Regions from separate parts of the Danio rerio genome. Here region 1 is linked to region 2. A link is a contact called in public Hi-C data. All regions are on one chromosome and are shown on one strand. The core of a region is the stretch at or near the end of the contact, and the rest is flanking DNA. Distances in the headings are between cores, read along the strand shown. Region 1 holds the start of atf7ip2 (activating transcription factor 7 interacting protein 2). Region 2 holds the start of dexi (Dexi homolog (mouse)).

The links. Hi-C and Micro-C count contacts between places; a contact is called where the count stands out from the background.
Region 1: a contact with region 2 is called in a Hi-C map of an unstated tissue, with 2.2 times the contacts expected there. The contact joins the promoter of atf7ip2 here to the promoter of dexi in region 2. A contact is called at or near these places in 3 of 18 Hi-C or Micro-C datasets (caudal fin, embryo and an unstated tissue) and 2 of 4 datasets of contacts at active chromatin or transcription factors (caudal fin and embryo).

The regions. Positions count from the first base shown.
Region 1 is chr3:25,805,675-25,808,945 of GRCz12tu, reverse strand. atf7ip2 (activating transcription factor 7 interacting protein 2) reads left to right here and starts at 1,937. Exons shown (of 12, transcript XR_012401000.1): 1 at 1,937-2,096; 2 at 3,003-3,094.
Region 2 is chr3:25,643,049-25,646,526 of GRCz12tu, reverse strand. dexi (Dexi homolog (mouse)) reads right to left here and starts at 1,291. Exons shown (of 2, transcript NM_001003764.3): 1 at 482-1,291; 2 at 1-405. The coding sequence starts at 901. The coding sequence ends at 632. It overlaps clec16a (C-type lectin domain containing 16A), which reads left to right and starts at 1,442. Exons shown (of 24, transcript XM_073944525.1): 1 at 1,442-1,614; 2 at 2,044-2,172; 3 at 2,264-2,397; 4 at 2,493-2,641.

The DNA of each region.
Region 1 (3,271 bases), core at 688-3,187, 160 kb before region 2:
CAATTTATTCTGCATGTCAAAGCACATTAAAGAGCCCAAACAAGAGCCTATTTTTCTTTCTATTTTGGTATGTTCTGCAGCCAACACATTGGTCTTTTCTCTTTTCTTTTTTCTTTTTTGGACACTGTCACCACTCTTACTTAAATTTAGTTTTAAAAAAGACTTTAAAGGAAATAAAAAATAAGAAAGAAAATAAAAATCAAGTTATTGCTGAGGCTCAAACCGCAGCTCTCGGTTTTCCCTGGGGGTTTTTGTATTTCAGCCTAATACTATATCTACTGTGGCACTGGGTATAAAGTCACGCGTGAATGCAGGGAAGCGGTATCATGTCTGTTTGAGAAGTAATGCAAAGTGAATGCCCCTGCAAAACAAAGACAATGTGAACAGTTAAATCAAGACTGTGCAACCAAAGATTAGGTAACAAAGCTCAGATGAAGCCTGCTGGAGAAATACACAGGACGCTCTCTAAACTTGCATAAACATATACACAACCCTCAAATCTCAAAAGACAGCAATGCCTTTATCAAAGAAATATCTATGATAGTCTAAATGCCAGAGTGCAACCAAATATTCAATACTGAGGGAAATCAAACGTAAAACATGTTTTGTTGTTGAAAAACCTGTTCAAATCCACAAAGACCCTTCTTTCCATTCCACAAAAAGATTCTTGATTTAAATACCATGCTAATCTTTTTTTTAATTATTCTAATTATCTTGTTTTTGAGACCAAATAATTTGTCCTTTTAAGAACAGATGACTGAAAGGTTATTTGAAAAACTATAAATGGTTCTTTTAGGCATCGCTGCTAAGCAGCAGCCCACCTCAGCATTAGTATAGCCCTGCTTGTACCATTAGCATAAAATACCCTTCTGTAGGGTGTCCAACAACACACAACCATTAAAAAGAAATATTATACTTTGCTGCACAGTGGTATAGCAGCATAATAATTTGCAGCATCCCTCTGAAAGCATGTGTGGGAAATGCTAATGCCGGTTGGACCCTAGGGTGCTCCTGGGCCATAACATTTTATATCTCAATCACAGATGCGGTAAACTGGGTATTTTTAGAAAGGGAAACACTTCATTATATACCTGAGCTGTACAATGGATGCTTAATTTATGTAATTTCTCCAATGGATGCAGCCTTTATGATGCAAGCTGAGACTGCATATCTCGGTGATGCAATGTCAGACAATGCCCTTAATAGTGCAAGTGATGTCACTGTGAGGGGTAGGGTTAGAGGTGGGGTTAGGTGAACTCATTAAAAAGCACTGGATGCAGCTCAGATTGCACTGCACAGGTCCGCATCCAACATCTCCAACCGCAGGGTGGCGCTTTATCCTCGAGGGGCTAATGTGTTCATTTTTCACTACACTAAACTCAATAGTGTGAGGGGTGAAATACCTAATAAATAAACAAACAGGGAAGCAAAACTGATAAAAACAAGGATTGCGGGAGCACTGAGCCGATCAGCTCCCAGTCTGACCATATATTGGTGGTGATTGAGGGTCAGCGATCATTTGAGTTTGTTTCAAAGAATCGGTTCAGATGACCGACTAAGTAAATTTCAGCCAGGATACATTTCTGGGTGTTCACATTGATATACTGTGTTAAAGCGTATTTAACCTTTGTAAATAGTTGCCTATTCCATCTGACATTAAAAGGATGTCCTGTATCCATTACTTGACAGTAAATTCTAATGAAAACATAATTTAGAAATACATTTATTTTTTTATTTGAAAATGTAACGTTCACTGCACCAGATAATTGATCAATTACACTCAAACACTCCCTTCTACTGGATCAATAGACTAGTACAGTAAATCACGAACTAAACATGTCAAATAGGCTGTTCAATCTGAGAACTGTTGACTCGTCAAGCCGCTCGAACCATTCCTGCAAGAACCGATTCCAACAATTCATTGAAAAGATTCGACTCAGATGAACGACTCATCATTTATGAAGCAGTTGCCGCTTACCCCAGGACCTCTCGTGGAAGGACTTATTTTATTAAGGAAGCCCAATATCGGATGAAATCCCCGCTGTGTCAACACACACTAAGCTATTTACCTACTGTTTAAGTTAGAGATTTGCAAGGTGGGTTATTTTTGAGATTGTTTTGGCAGGACAATGCACGCGGTATTCGCGGGCTTCTTTTGGAGTTTGTCACGCTCGTTTTATGGCGAGCGCTAAAACCATGCTTTCCCAAAACGCGCTGCTAATGCACGTGTTGGCAAATAGAAAGTTTTGTTTATTACAGTCAGCTTATTTACTGAGCATTTGAATTTTGCCACGGTCGGACTTTGCGTCTTTTTCTCTGAACCAGAATAGCAAAGTAAATCTTAGCATCAGCGTTAGCTGCGGTTGTCAGTAGTAACCGTACGCTAGCGTGTTGTTGTCATCGCTAAATTTAGTAACTGTTAACGTTTTGCGTCTCGGAGCAAAAGATTTAGCATTCATGTAGCAACAAATGTAGGTAGAGCTTTTGACTAGATGTACTTCTGCCATATCCCGTTAATCACTTCCGGGTTATAGTCGGAGCTCTTTATTCATGTTCAACCATGGGAAGCCGGTGAGCTGTAAGAACAGTGTTTAAAAGTTATTAGTAAAGATAAGTAAAATGTCTGTTATTCTATATGTGAATTCCATTCATATGAAACAAATCGCTGATGGTTGCATTTACAATTTTACGAGGTATATCTAATTTGTTAACGTTATCTATTAATATGTAACTCCTGATCAAAGAAATAAAGCGAGATTTGCATCTCAGACTTTCCCCTTAATAATATAATTTCATAAAATTATTATTTGCAAACTCTAAATAGCGAAATCATATTAACAGCCAATGATTTTTAAAGTACAACGTTGTTCACAGTCAAATAAACAGTGGTAATGTTGATTTTAAGTCATACTTGCATGCTAATTCCAATCTAATATTCAAAGTTATCTTGGTAAACAAATGTGTGAATATAAAACCAACTTTACCTCTATCTCACCCCTCAGGTATGAAAAGGAGCAGATATGAAGATGATTCTGGAACGTTACAGTTGGCTCCAGGCAGTGGCCAGAAAGCGAGCAAGCTCCCCCGATCCGAGGCAAGTGGTATAATGAAGATGATAAACGACTTATCAAATGAGTTTACATCTTTGTTTTGATATGAGAAAACAGAGTATTTTGTTTGTTAGACTTGTTTTTTTGTTTGTTTGTTTGTTTGTTTGCTTTTTGCAAAATTCAGACTTCCTTCAGTTCATGAGCTGTGTTTAAAGTTAATG
Region 2 (3,478 bases), core at 42-2,541:
AACCTTAGCCAAATAATTCATTTCGTCACAAATATGTGGTTCCAAAAGGAGTCTCATAGAAAATAAAACACTGATTCAGGCGGATTGTGTGTGTGTCATGACGTATTGCTCATTTAAATGGTATTAAAGGGAAAGAAAACATGCCAAGGCAGACCACATTTAAGGGCGCCTGTCTACGGGGTCACATCGACACAGAATCCTGCCCGAGTGCTGAAGGCCAAGCTAAAAATAAATAGGCTAATGTAATATTAATACCCACAGTAGTGGTTAGTGCCTGAATTTGAGCTCTGAAGAAACACTGACTGGCTGCTCCATGGAAAAGCACACGGTCCGCTCAGCTTATCTGTTCCAGGTAAAATATTCCATGTAGCATGATGGCAGGTCAGTTCTCCGAGTCTGGACAGCCTGTAAGGACAAGACACTTAATGTAGATTTGTTCCCGACTTTGTATGAATCACATATATATTTTAACATGACTTACTTATTCATGACATTCATTTTTATACTAACTGACCACTGCAGCATCTTTTAATGCCAAATGTAGTTCCCTTTGACAATGGTTCTCCTTTAACCAAATGACACCTTGCCCAAAGCAGCTTCGGCTGGGATTGCCAGTCATAGTAGCGTTAGTCTATTCCAGATATCCCTCAAAAACATCCAGTTCAGTGTCTGTGTCATAGGGAATAGATGCTGGGTCAGAGAGAACGCCCAAATCCACGAGAGCCTGGTCCATATCCTCTGGCAAGAACACTATCCCTACATTAAGAACTATGTACTCCATTAAAAAGGCATAGTAGAGGATTAAGACATTGACAAAAAACAGGCCGAGATAATACATATATGGAAGCTCGTCGATTAGCGATTCCACTGAATCTAACTGAAAGTAAACTGAGTTTGTCATAGACTCCACCACATAGACTTCAGTTTCAAAGAGCAGAACAGACACATTAAAGGCATTTAATCGCACTTTATATGAAACAAGGTAGTGATGAAGTGTGTATCCATTCGTCTTCGTCAAGTAGCGGTGCAACTCCCTTTTCAGCAGAATTCCTCCTGCAATCCGTTCAACAATCACGTATGTTTCCACTATACAGCGCATAAGTTAGTGAAGGAAAGCATGCTTGAATGTTCCAAGGCCACGTGCTGCTCTTTGACATTAGGACACATATATCCCGAGTCCTTGTTAAAATGCTGAACATTCAGAAATATAAATCACCCGAATGCTCGGCGAAGCTTTATAACGCGTGAAAAACAAAAACAATCGGCGCTTTCTCATGACTTCACCAAAACCGTTGCCTGCGCAATGAACTCTGGGAAATAGAGTGCGTGGCGATGTGGTGGTGAGATGTTAATGCGTTCTAGTCAGAACTGAGATAAACTACAAATCCCAAGATAACGTGAGCTGGGCTGTCTTGAGCGATAGGTCGCCAGGTATGTTTTCATGTGAGGATTCCGGGGCCTTCACTGCGGCGGATATGGATTCCTACGCTTAGCAAATTGGGCTGAAAACATAGAGTTTGCGAGATAAAAGCAACCGAAAATGTTTGGGCGGTCAAGAAGCTGGGTCGGAGGACAGGGGAAGTCTAAAAACATTCATTCTTTGGACCATTTGAAGTAAGTTGTTTTGGGTAATTTGTAGCTAGTTCGCTAGCTCGTAGAGTTAAAGCTGTATTATTGAGCCAGTGTTAGTCATTGCTGTGGAAAGTCATTGGTACGTTTAGAAAATTGAAACGTATTATTTCTACTGACATAATTAATTTTAATGGTTAAATCAAGCCCGCGTTTGTGTGTGTAAAACAGCGGACTTGTCAAAATCAAGTGAGCTATTTAACGTTAGTAAGATTTTTGTGACATAATAATAGTGGCCACTGTACAGTAACGTTAAGTTAGTTTATGTAATTCTATATTATGTTAGATTACTGTAGTTTTAAACATATTATTTAATGTTGCTTTCTAATATGAAAATTTTTAAAGATATGTTAATATGTAAGGTGTAGTGATAATATGACATTTCATTTGACATGCAAACCATATTTTATTTAGGTATATGTACCATGTCCTAACAAAGAACACAACAGTGACTGATCACAACAGAAATCTTCTCGTGGAAACTATTCGCTCCATTACTGAGATTCTCATCTGGGGTGATCAGAATGACAGCTCAGTGTTTGAGTGAGTTTTGCCTTTCTGTTGTTATTTTTTTTAAATTCCAAAAAACTAAATCATGTTATAAGTGACTGAATGCATCATGCTTTCTTCATAGCTTCTTTTTGGAGAAGAATATGTTTGCATTTTTCCTCAATATATTACGACAGAAATCTGGACGCTATGTTTGTGTCCAGCTTCTGCAAACGCTCAACATTCTTTTCGAGAACATCAGTCATGAGACCTCTCTGTGTAAGTAATTGCAGAAAGGGGGAGGGGACGATTAATGCATTATGATTTTATGTTAATGTTCTGAATGTTCAATATTGCATTATTTTCCTTTTCAGATTACTTGCTGTCTAATAATCATGTTAATTCCATTATTGTGCATAAATTTGACTTCTCCGATGAAGAAATTATGGCGTACTATATCTCATTTTTGAAGACTTTGTCTTTGAAGCTGAACAACCACACCGTTCACTTTTTTTACAATGAGGTAAGATGCATTTGCTGGGGCAGCTCTCATTTTTTAAATGACAGATCATGTACTGAAAGCAGAAGGGGGCTTTTATTTGTGGGTTCGATTGTGATCGAGCAGAGCTCTTCCAGGAAGAGCTAACAGCTCACTGTGACTCTGTAAAACCATGTTTCCTGTGTCTTCATGCAACTTGAGCAATTATTTTGTTTCATTTCGGACAGAAAAGGGCCAGTTGTAAGTTAACTAGTTTTTTTTATGCTGATTGGAAGGTGACATATGTTTCAGGGCTCCTTTGTATAGGGGGAAGTTATTGGTGTACTGTAAATGGTTGTGTTTAACAGTCGTGTGCTCTTTATTCTGTGGCACCTTTGATACTGGGGATCATTGGTGTCAGGAATAGAGAAGGCCTAAACGGAAGGATTCACTCTATGAGAGATTTGAAGCTGCATTGTTTTTATATACATTATTAGTGTAAAATTACAGTTAGAATTATGTAAATCAGTGTAAGTTATTGATGTTTATTTTAATTTGTAGAATGCATTTGAATAGTATTTTTCTTCAACACCTACAGATTACAACACTTTGTGTATGTTGTGTCAGAGAGGCATGTGCTGTTGGTGTGGTGTGAATTGGCCTGTTACACCAGTAACCATATACATCAAATAATCTGTTTTTAAACATTTAGCAGTTATTAGTATTAAGATTTCTGTATTTTGGATTTTTATTCAGCAAAGGACAAAATACTTTAACATTTAAATCTAAAGTAAAGAGTAAATCTTTAAAATAAGATTAGTGTAGTGTAAATCTTTCTCAACACTTGTTAGTTAAACATTACGTGCATTCCGGAAGTATTCG